Linked DNA regions of Macaca mulatta: all the other regions are linked to region 2. The links are chromatin contacts, called in public Hi-C maps. All regions are on one chromosome and are shown on one strand. Each heading gives the region's core, a stretch centred on a gene start, on an enhancer-like site or on the middle of the called end of the contact. The rest is flanking DNA. Distances are from core to core; before and after follow the strand shown. Region 1 has its middle 110 kb from the start of TMC3. Region 2 has its middle 280 kb from the start of MEX3B. Region 3 holds the start of MEX3B (mex-3 RNA binding family member B).

Region 1 (3,964 bases), core at 838-3,337, 260 kb after region 2:
GTGAGACCTGGAAAAAGGGATCCTTTTCATCTCAAGAGAGAAAAATTGGATATGCAGCTGCATTGGCTATCTCCAACTCTGCAAGTTATTTAACTTTTTCTGTGCCTCAGTTTCTTCACTTGAAACTTGAGATAGTAACATCCACTTACAGGGAAATGAGAGGGATTATGTCAGATAATGAAAGTCAACATACCATACAAACGTAAATTACTTTTTTGTGATCTTTTGGATCATATGATTAAACAGTATTTTGTGTTGAGTTTTATACGTTTGATATGGGTCAAATGGATTTGGTCCCTTGAGCACATCTCTGTCTGGCCCCTGCAAATATATCAACCAAGTGAAGCTGAGCCCGTGATAACAAAATCTTCCCTCAATTCAATCACTTGGGGGTCGATGGTGAGAAGAACACACAGAGTTAAGGAGAGGCCTGACAGAGTTGGGTTTGAATCCCAGCTCCACTCTTATCAGCTTTGTAGCCAGGAAACAGAACACAATTTGCAGAACCCAGTGGAAATACAGAGCCCTCTGTTCAAAATGCATTAAGAATTCAAAATGGCAATAGCAAAGCATTAATACAATCATGCAGGGCCCCCTTCAGAGGATGGGGCCCTATGCAACTGCACATGACCTTGTGGGTGACCTTGAGGAGCTCTTTTAACTGCTCTTGGCCTGGGTTTGCTCATCTTTAAAATGAGAGGAGAGCAAGTGACTGTCTGGTAGGGTTATGTGAGGAGTGATGCTAAGGTGTCCAACAGGCACAGCACAGGCACTCGTGGGGCTCTGCAGGCAGACCCTGTACCATTCACAGTCCTTAACAACAGCATTTGGCTTAGGGACTCTGAGCCATGCTGCTTCTTCTTTAGTTTATTTCTTGAATGAATCACCTCTAGCAGCACAACGGGCAAGGACTTTGGTAGGGTAACAATCTAGATCTAGACAGAGTGAGGTTGGAGTCATCGTTGTTACAAAACATTGATTATTATGAACTATTACGGTTGAATCTAAAACTAGAAGTAAAAAAAGAAAAAAACTCCTTTAAAAATGAGTTATGTAGGCAGAATTAAAGAAACAAGATATAATTTCATTGGGCATTAGATTCTTAATGGGCAATGTCAGGTTATCAATGACTTAGGGATTGGCACACTATGGCTCATGGTCGAATCTAGCTCAATACCTGCTTTTATAAATAAAGTTTTATTGGAACACAGTCACAGCCACTCATTTACCTATTGTCTAGGGCTGCTTTCACCTAACAGTGGTAGAGTTGAGTTGTTGAAACAGAGAGTATTTGGCCCACAAGCCTAAAGTATTTATAATCTGTACCTTTACAGATCAAGTTTCTTGAGCCCTGATTAATGGTCTCCAGAGTCGTCACGTGTGGAATAAGGAATTAGACGAGAATGAGTATGCTTTGTTAAGAGAACAGCACTGCACAAATACTAGAATTGATTAGCCCCTAATGTTGACCTACTGTGGTGTTGGGTCTGCTTAAGTCTGCTTGATGCTTGAAGAAAGTTAAGAAATACACAGCGTGTAATTAAATGATCAACCAGTCAAGCCTTTATTGGGTGGCAATTATGGGCAAAGCACCTTGGTAACTATCCTCTCAGGGGTGCAATTTGGCTTGCCAAATAGCTGGTGTGCCACATTAGTGCTGCTGGTGAAAAATATGAAAGGAAAAAGAAAATAAAGGAAAACTTATTCTTTCTTCAAAACATTCAAACCTTCTCCATTTAATTTAGACTCCCCAGCTAACATGTAGTTAAAATCTCAGCTGTGCTTTTCTTTGAGAGGGAAAAATTCCAATGGTTTGGGAAATCTGCCAGTCCCTGACACTAGAGCCCTTGGATTTTGGGGGTGGCGATAAAGAGACTCACATTCTCACCCATCATGAAAGGTTACATTTCCTAAGTGAATGTATTGAATGTTAGGAGTGCGTACATGTTAAATGTTGTTCAGCTGCAGAAGTGCTAAGAGCCTTAATGAAGGTATTGATGTGGGCTTTCTCAGCACCCCCACCACCACATGCTCCTCTATTGAGATCAGGGTGAATGTTCTGTAGTGCACACCCGAAAGCCAGGCTGTATGAGCAAGCCAGTCTGCTGTGATCCTCTTGGCGGATCTCCATCATTGTTGCGATGGGCAAGGTGCCGGGGGGAGGCTACAGCCAGAGCTTCTGCCCAAAATACAGCAAATTCTCTCATCTCCAATCACTTGACCATCGGGTCTTTTATCTATAAACCCGGCCTCTTTGCCAGACCATCCTCCATTCTGCCAAATTTGAATAATAAGCCCCAAAGCAGCTCCTGTTGCTGGATGAAGCACACCTTCCTCTGAGCGGGGATTCATATTTCCTTCCCAGGCACTGAGCCATGAGCTGAAACCACTTTTCATCCTGAAATGAGGCTGTGCTGACTTATGGTTAGAGCTTTTTTTCTGGGTCTCTGTCAGCATGTGCAAATAAATTAATTCCATTCAGTGAGAGCAAGAAAATCAATTAAATTAGTAAAATATCTCACTGTCTTGTGTCAATGATGATAGTCTGTTTTACTTAAAAATAACGACCCCTCCGCCGCGGTGGCTCAAGCCTGTAATCCCAGCACTTTGGGAGGCCGAGACGGGCGGATCACGAGGTCAGGAGATCGAGACCATCTTGGCTAACACGGTGAAACCCCGTCTCTACTAAAAAATACAAAAAAACTAGCCGGGCGAGGTGGCGGGCTCCTGTAGTCCCAGCTACTCGGGAGGCTGAGGCAGGAGAATGGCGTGAACCCGGGAGGCGGAGCTTGCAGTGAACCGAGATCCGGCCACTGCACTCCAGCCTGGGCGACAGAGCAAGACTTCGTCTCAAAAAATAAAAAATAAAAAAATAATAAAAAATAAAAAATAAAAAAATAACGACCCCTCTCTTTAAGACTGTGTACACCCAGGAGGCTACTAAACCACCTTATTATATTCCTGATTATATTAACAAATTGCCATCTCTTAAGAAAGGTATTCTGATCTCTATGGACCCACTCTCCTCTCTGTCAAGTTCAGGTGGTGATAACTGCTTCCTACTCATCTTATAAGAATATTAGGAAAACATATGAGATCATGTCTCCGAACAGACTTCTAGAAGAGAAGCTCAGAGCTTGTTATCGCTTTCTCTTATTCCCCACTTTTTCTTGACCTCCTTTTTTTCCTCTACTTTCACTCATAGAATTACACTCCTAGTGAGAAGAAAGTCCCCTGTGGCAATCTCAGCATCTACCCTACATCTTTCCTAGGGGCATGTTCATTAAGCCAAAGATATACCCAAAAAATGGTGTGCAGTAACCAGCACTCTAGGTTTACACTGGAGATAAGGAATTTTTGTTCTTAGAGTGCAGCATGCACATGCATTATTGAAATGTTATATAACCAAAAAATCGAGGTCATACCTCCCTGTGGGATAATCTCCAGCTTCTCTCTAATACCACTGTGCACTTGCCAGATCATTTCAGGTGTGCATTCCTTGCAAAGAGATTGCTCTTTCCTTTCTATTTCTCCCCCCAAAACATCTTTTCAAAAGTTCCCTTTGTGACACCACTTTCTTTGACAATCTTTCCATTGGAACCAGTTTCTTCTGCATTCTGCTGAGCATCTTAGTTCCCTGGGAAGGATGCCCTCTCAGAGGTGGCCTCCTCTGGGAACCACAGGTCGGTTTCCCCCTGATATGGTTTGCCTGTGTCCCCACCGAAATCTCATCTTGAATTGTAGTTCCCATAATCTCCACATGTCGTGGGAGGGACCAGGTGGAGATAATCGAATCATGGGGCAGTTACCCTCATCCTGTTCTCATGATAGTGAGTTAGTTCTCATGATACCTAATGGTTTTATAAGGGGCTTCCCCCTTCACTGGGTACTCATTCATTCTCCTTCCTGCTGCCCTGTGAAGAAGAATGTGTTTGTTTCCCCTTCTGCCATGATTGTGAGTTTT
Region 2 (3,758 bases), core at 888-3,387:
AAATGGAAATTTGACTGTATTACTCCCTAGCTTAAAATATTTTGGGGTTCCCCATTGCCTACTCCATAGCATGGCCATAAAGTCCTGCAAGAATCACATGCTTTGGCCTTTGTCCTCCTCCAGTTTGCAGGTGGTCCCTTCTGGTCCAGTGGGTCTCCATCCTGGCATGTCTCCATACCTGTGGATGATGCTTGAGCCCTCCTCTCAAGAGATTCTGGTCTAGAAAGGGCCCTAAACATTGTTGTTGTTGTTTTAAGTTCCCAGAGCTACTAATGTGCCTCCAGGGGTAGGCACAACTGTGAATCTAGCCCTACATGTGAAGGGTTTGCAAGTCCAGGTCCCAAACCTATTGAGTAGAAGGAACCAAAGTAAGCAGGCTTGCCTCCGTCCTTTCCCACCCTCTTATGATATTTTAAGGAAAGGGTTTTTCACTCAGCTATTCCTGGAAACCTTGCCTGGGGCATAAGGAAACAGGGCTCTTGTATTGCCTAGCTCCCTTCCTTTTGCCTGCTAGAGGAGAGATAGGGTAGAGGCTTTCACTGCCTAAGTTGAGCAGATAGCTGTATGCTCCTTATGAGCAATTGGGTGAGCATGGGAGTGGATGGAGGATGATCATCAAGAATGGTCTGTCTCCCTTCCATTGCTTGAATTCCTATCTACCTGATGGTTTGCTACGGCTGCAGTAACGGTAACAAAAACCACAAACCAAGTGGTTTCAACAACAAACCCTTAGTGTCTTACAGGTCTGGAGGCTGGAAGCCTGAGATCAAGGGCTGATTCCTTCTGAGGGCTGTGAGAAAGAATCTGTTCTGTCTCTTTCCTAGTTTCTGGTGGTTTGCTGGCACAGTCTTTGGTGTTCCTGAGCTAGATGAATTACCACGATCTCTGCCTTTTTGTTCACAAGGTGTTTTCCCTGTGTGTGATGGTATCCAAATTTCCCCTTTTTAAAAGGATACCGATCTTACTGGATTGGGGCCCAATCTATTCCAGTATGACCTCATCTTAACTAATTCCATTTGCAATGCCCTGATTTCCAGGTACTGGAAGTTAAGACTTCAACATAGGAATTCTGGGGGGAAACAGTTCAGCTCGTAACACTAACAAGACGGTGGCAGGACAGAGATTTACCAGACTGATACCTAAAAAGGGCAGCTACACATTCAAAACAGAGAGTGAGTCATCCCTCTTCTCTTGTCCGTCCAAAACAATTCAAACCAAAGAGGAGAAATTAGAAAGAGACCACCTTTGTAGATAAACCCCAAATCCCTAACCCATACAGTCTGAAGCCATCTTAATTTCCTTTTAATCCCCCAAATCCTGTTGACACCTCAGATGCCAGTTGCTAATTAGCCATGCTTCTATTCAATGTGTTATATACCTAGTTTTTGGGCAGATGCATATTCTCATTTGATAATAACTAGCTAAACCCAAAATGCCTTTTATGGATGTGATATTTCATCATTCAAATCTGATTAATAAGACCAGCTCAAAAAAATTGCGGGAACTGATGGTTTAGCGAAGGTTTAAAAAGAAAATAACATTTGGAATAGTGACACTGAAATTAAGTGACATTAAGAACAAATATCTAAGTTTCTCTCTCCACACCGTGGTAGCCAGCCCCTCTTTCTTTTTTCTCATTTTCATGGGATATGAAGAACTTTTAGTTACATCATCCTGGTGCAGCGTTTTTCACCCTTGAACTATTGACATTTCAGGCTGAATGATTGTTTGTTGTGGAGGCTGTCCTGTGCATTGGAGAATGTTTAGCAGCACCCTGGCCTCTACCCGCTAGATGCCAAGAGTGTCTCCAGACATTGCCAAATGTTTCCTGGAGGGTAAAATCATCCCCAGATGACAACCACTGTCTTAGAATATACAAAAGCAACTTTGTCACTCTAAAATACTATGCAGATGTATGGAACTATCTCATTTATTGCTTCCATCAGCCGAGTTGTTTGTGTAGACGAGAAGATGCAGAGAGTTGTTTAAATGACCTGCTTCAGATCCCACTGCAGATCTTAGTCCGATGCTCATGCGATTACACTGCAATCACCACACGCTTCTATTCTAAAGGGTTTTAACCATTCTTTCAGATAGGAAAGGGTGTTGTCCCCAACTCACCACCAGAGGACGTCTCTGAGAGTTAGCCGTGATATTCCTGGGCTTGATAGGACATGGAGCCCATGCTGGCTTTTCATCTAAATGCTGCTAGCACTGAGCTCACATATTTGCATACAGTTCGTACAGGACAATGCAGCCATGCGCTTGCTTGCAGAGGAGATGTGTAGATCTTTCCTAATGTTTATTTTGGGTTAAGTTCTCTTTGCAGGGGTATGCATAACTACTGAGAATTAGATCCTTATGTTTAGATGGCATAAAATGCAATGTGTGAATGAGGGACCTCCCCCCGCCCACCCCCCACCCCCTCAAAAAAAAAATACATAGCTTTTCATGGTCACAAGGGCTAATCTGATTCTGGCTGCCACTGTGGAAGGCTTCGTTAATCTAATTAAATGAAGCTAGTGTCTCCTGATTTCCTAGTCCTGCTCTCCCTTCTCCATCAAGGAATGGCTTTAATGGCCCAATAAAGGGCTCAGCCTGGTGCACCATGAATTTGAGATAATGTCCCGCATTGGGTTAACTGAACTCTCCTGCCAGCAGAGCTGATGCCATCTGCCTATTTATTGACAGCCTTGTCAGCAAAAATCTGGAGTCTGAGGGTTGGCAGGTAGCCAACTTGCTTTCCACTGTCTCTCCAGTGTCTCAGTAACAGATGTTGTGCCTCATGCCTGGAGCTGCTGTTGGCAAATCGCTGCATGCTCATGTTATTTATCAGGGTGTGGAGGGAGGGCAGGAAGGGATACATGTTTTCCAGGAAGGAATTTGTATTCCTTTCCAGGTTCTTGGTTTGCAGATTCAAAAAAAAAAAAAAAAAAAAGCATTTGAAACTGACTTTAAAAATGTGAAATAATCAGCTATTGTTCAACACTGAAAAAGAAAAGAAAAAAATCCTTCCAAACCATGTAACTATTTCGGGTGCCAAATCACAAGTGACGGAGGTTATGTGGACTTGAACGCTTGCCACAATTCCTTCCCCTTAGGAGCTCCCTGGCCTTGGAGGATGCCTTTTAATTATATTGTCATACAAAAGAAACTGAGTTGGGAACATTTTTTTTTTTTCTCAAATAATACCTCACTCGTAGTGAGTTCTTACCCTTAATCAATGGAAGTTAATCAGGGTGTTTATTGAATGAATAAAGAGTGAAGTGTGATTCAGAGAAGGCACAATGTGTATGTCCTTGATACAGGAAAATTTTCTGGCAGTACCTTCATTTTTAAAGGAGGAAACAGGAAATAAGCGAGAATTTTAAAGAAATGAATTGCAGCCTCTATATGGAGCTTTGTACATAGGTCCCAACCAGCCATTCTACATTGAAAATCTCTATTTGGAAATTCTTGTCAAAGCAGTTTTATGAAAGGATTTTTTTTCCCCTTAGGTGTAAGGCACCCAACCATTGGTTCACGTGTGCTCCGTGTTTGTCCATTCAGCCATAACAAAGGGAATCTTGGATCAGGACAGAAAAATAGCACAGAGGGAATTATGCCACACTGACCCCCAGAAAGGGGAATTATTTACCTGGAGAGGTGGGGAGAAGACAGGTGGTGCTGGTGGGGGATTTGGGGTGGGGGAGGGGAGGGGGAATTTGCAGCTTCCTGAGCCAGGGACCTGCACATTTAAGGTGTTTCCCTGTCGATTA
Region 3 (3,629 bases), core at 738-3,237, 280 kb before region 2:
GATCTGTCAAGACATCGTACTGCTTCTATCACTCTCACCACCGTCCCATGCTCTTGAGAGTGCCTTCGATGTTGTGGGTGTCTTCAGAAAAGCATGCGGATCTCTGTTTAGGTTTTACTCAAGTATTCCTCTCCGTGGAGGGTGACCTGGGCTACATGAACATGGGCACCTCAGCATCAGCAGCTTTCCATGAATTCCTATGGTAAGGGGTTCAGCTTATCCTTCATGTGGCTGAAGATGTATGATTTCACTGAACATTGGCAGTTACAGCCAAGTACAACTCCTGCCTTCAGGATCCAGAAGGGAAGAATGACATTAAGCATGTCACCTTGGTGAAATGTTGCAATCACCTTCTGGGTAATGACCCGGCAACCCCAGGGACTCCTCTGAAATATCCAACCCTCTAAGTTTAAACACATTTCAGAATTAATCCATCTGAATTCTTATCGCTGCAGATGCAAGCAGAAGGAGTTATGGCAGGTCTGAAAATATTAGTGGCCAAGCTCCCTAGCAGAAGCAGACTCTCCCTACACTCCATTATCCGTGCACAGCTCCTCATCAGCGGAGGAACAACTTTACCTTCATTATTATTTTCTACTTGGAAAAAAAAGAAATCTCAGTAGGCCCAATCCGAAGGCTATGAAATTCAGAGAAACAGAACTAAGAAGCGAGAAACTAGCCCTTTGTGTTAAATAGATGGAAATGCTCCAAGCGCCTTTCCAGTCTGCTTTCTGTTTAAAGGCCTTGCGTGAGCGCAGGAGGCTGGGCCTCATCTCTGGCTCTCCCCAGTCAGGACCCCTTACTCAAACCCTCCATCTCGGCAAGAACCCTTATTCCCAAGTTAGTTGGATTCCAAGTCCATAAACCGGGTCAAAAGAATACAGAAATTTCCTACTGGAGCTCTAAGTGGTGGCTTTCACGGAGGACTCAGCACCATCCTCCCACCTGCCTCCTCCCATCGAACATTCCCTTTTAAGAAAAACACACACCAGTCTTCGGGAAGCTGACGTAAACATCCTGAGGAAATAACCACTGTAAGTGGCTTCTAAACCCATTTCCCCAAGGAAATAATCAGCACCTCTTTCCCAAGACAGCTCCAGGTGAGTAAGCGGGGAAGTGAGCGGCACCTCCGCGTTCTCAAAAGTAAAGGCGCTTGCGGAACTGTCTACTGATTCCTAAGCGCGCGCCCATCCACTGTCGCATTTAATCCTCCGAACGACCCACGAGGTGGTAAGGGCGGGGATTTTTTTTTTTCATTTTACGGATGAGAAACCAAGGCCCACAGCGCTCGTTCCCTCTAGCCGCGGTCACGCAGGGCACACCTAGGGGAGCCTCTGCCTTCAAGCTCCGGGACCCCCCCCGCGGCACCACGAGGTCTCCGGAGTTAGCCCGTGTACGGCTGCGGCCCTATGGCCTCATTGTTTTGGGCAGGCGTCCCGCTGTACGGGCCTTGGGCGACTCTATGAACCGCGGGCCCAGCCGCTCTGCGGAACGGTCCGCGGCGGGACGCAAAGGGCGCGGCGAGCCAGGCGGCTTCCGGAACAAAGGACAGGAGAGCGCGCGGGGACCGAAGGGGTGTCAGCCCTGGTGGGCAGCAGAGGGGGATGCGAGCGGAGAGGAGCAGCGCGCACCGCTCCGGCCCGCCCCTCAAAACCTCCTTCCTTCTCTCTCGCGCTCGGAGACTGTCCCTGGGAGATCCGGGAGGGGGCGCAGCTCGCAGTCCTCGCCGGCAGGTCCCGTCGCAACCTCCCTCTGCCGCCACCCCCACCCTGAGAAGCGCACAAAGAGCTGCAGGGCACCGAGCGCTCACCTCCCGTCGGGGCGGTGCCGCGGACTGGACCGGCGCGCGCGCGCGCGCGCGCCGCACCGCCCGCCTTAAAGGGCCCGCCCGCTCCGCGCGCGCACTGCGCATGCCCGGCCGCGGGGCTAGGCGGGGAGGGATAGGGGAACAGGCGTGCGCGCCCGCTGGCGCTGTGGCCTGCGTTCCCGCGGTGGCGGCGCGGCGCTCGTGCGCGTGTCAGAACCCGCAGGGTCTCGGCCCGGGCGCCGGGCGTGTGCTGGACTCTGGTGCCATGCATTCCAGAGGTCGCCAGCAGCCCGGCTGGCCGAGCTCGCGCAGCAGCCAGCTTTCCCTTTCTCAGTTTCAGGGCCAGATGGGCGAAGTGCTGCCCAAGGAGAGAGAAATGTAGACGCGAGGGCGCGCGCGCGCGCGGGTGCCAGTGTGGGCGGGCGTGTGCTTTTGTGTCTCTTGCCCTCCCGCGCAGGTGGACAACCCGCGCCGGGAGTCACTCTGCCCGTGCGTCCCAAGACTTGGAGTCCCGTTTTCCATGTCGGAGTAATCGGGTCGCCGTTTTGGGCGGACTACAGACTCTTCTCCCAGAGGAAGCTTTGGCTCCATGGAAGGTTTCTTTGGAGCCACTAACGGGACTTTCTAAGGACCGCTCTTCTAGAGCCGGGCCCCAGGCACCAGAGTTGGGCGCGTTTTGTTTTCTGAATCAGGCGAGGGAGGAGACTTGGGGACAATGATTGTCCTCGGCTGATAGGTACATACAAGTGTCCCGAGCCTGCCAGTCCCGCAATAGACAACAAAGAGAGGCGTTAGCGGCGGCGGGGGAGGGGCGCGGCCGGGAGGAGGACTGGGCGGGCTGCGGCGAGCGCGGGGGTGGGGGGTGGCGCTCTCCCTCGGCTCGCTCAACCCGCGGCCTCCTCCCGCCCCCGACCTGGCGCGCGCCAATCGCCTCCCCCAGCGATAGTGTCAGTAGCATTGTGGTGTCAGCTCCCGCCTGTGACGTTGCGCCTCCCTCGTCCCCCTCCGGAGTCGTCTGGCTGCAGAGGCTCAGTCAAGAGGCGGGGAGGAGAGGAGGAAAAAGCGCTGAGTGAGGGCGGGCGGGCGGGCGGGCGGGAGTGGAGGAGCCGGGGAGGGGCTCCTTAAAGAAACGCTTCTGTCGCTCGCCTGCTCGCTTTTCGCTCGGCATCGCGGCCAGCCAGCCGGGCACTCGGGGGGCACGCGCGGCCACCGCTAGAGCTCTGCCCCCACCCCACCCGCCAGCAGATCTGGGGTGGGGACCCAGGCGGGGCCTCCTGCAGCCACTGCCCGGTGCGGACCGCACAGAGCGACCCACTCCTCCCAGCACCGAGGAAGAAACAACGGAACCCTCAGCAGGCGGCCGGCCTCCCCGCCCCTGACCACCCGCTTCCCGGCTGCCTTTGTGGCCGCAGCTTCTCGCCGCCTAGCCGAGGGCCGGCGGGGGCGCGGCGCGCACGGCCGAGCGATGCCAAGCTCGCTGTTTGCAGACCTGGAGCGCAACGGCAGCGGCGGCGGCGGCGGCGGCGGCGGCGGCGGCGGCAGCGGAGGGGGAGAGACCCTGGATGACCAAAGAGCCCTGCAGCTCGCGCTGGACCAGCTCTCCCTGCTGGGGCTGGACAGTGACGAGGGCGCCTCTCTGTACGACAGCGAGCCGCGCAAGAAGAGCGTGAACATGACCGAGTGCGTGCCGGTGCCCAGTTCTGAGCATGTCGCCGAGATCGTAGGGCGGCAAGGTAGGTCGAAGAGGGATGGGGAGGTAGGGAGCGGTGTAGGGTCTCAGGCCACTGCTTCGCGGGGAAGGCGTGTTCAGTATCGGGATCTG

What was found. A called contact is a pair of places that touch in the nucleus more often than the background predicts.
Region 1: a Hi-C map of fetal cortex germinal zone shows a contact between it and region 2, with 3 times the contacts expected there. The contact joins two enhancer-like sites. A contact is called at or near these places in 2 of 14 Hi-C or Micro-C datasets (fetal cortex germinal zone and fetal cortical plate).
Region 3: a Hi-C map of fetal cortex germinal zone shows a contact between it and region 2, with 4 times the contacts expected there. The contact joins the promoter of MEX3B here to the enhancer-like site in region 2. A contact is called at or near these places in 2 of 14 Hi-C or Micro-C datasets (fetal cortex germinal zone and fetal cortical plate).

The regions. Positions count from the first base shown.
Region 1 is chr7:59,729,669-59,733,632 of T2T-MMU8v2.0, reverse strand. No RefSeq gene overlaps it. Among named protein-coding and RNA genes, the nearest start is that of TMC3, 110 kb to the right of the region's middle. Within about 2 kb of position 2,087, at least 8 of the 40 cell types and tissues checked have an H3K27ac peak or open chromatin away from gene starts, as enhancers often do. A contact at or near this core is called in fetal cortex germinal zone and fetal cortical plate, where this site is marked.
Region 2 is chr7:59,990,215-59,993,972 of T2T-MMU8v2.0, reverse strand. No RefSeq gene overlaps it. Among named protein-coding and RNA genes, the nearest start is that of MEX3B, 280 kb to the left of the region's middle. Within about 2 kb of position 2,137, at least 9 of the 40 cell types and tissues checked have an H3K27ac peak or open chromatin away from gene starts, as enhancers often do. A contact at or near this core is called in fetal cortex germinal zone and fetal cortical plate, where this site is marked.
Region 3 is chr7:60,273,984-60,277,612 of T2T-MMU8v2.0, reverse strand. MEX3B (mex-3 RNA binding family member B) reads left to right here and starts at 1,987. Exons shown (of 2, transcript XM_001110186.5): 1 at 1,987-3,540. The coding sequence starts at 3,273.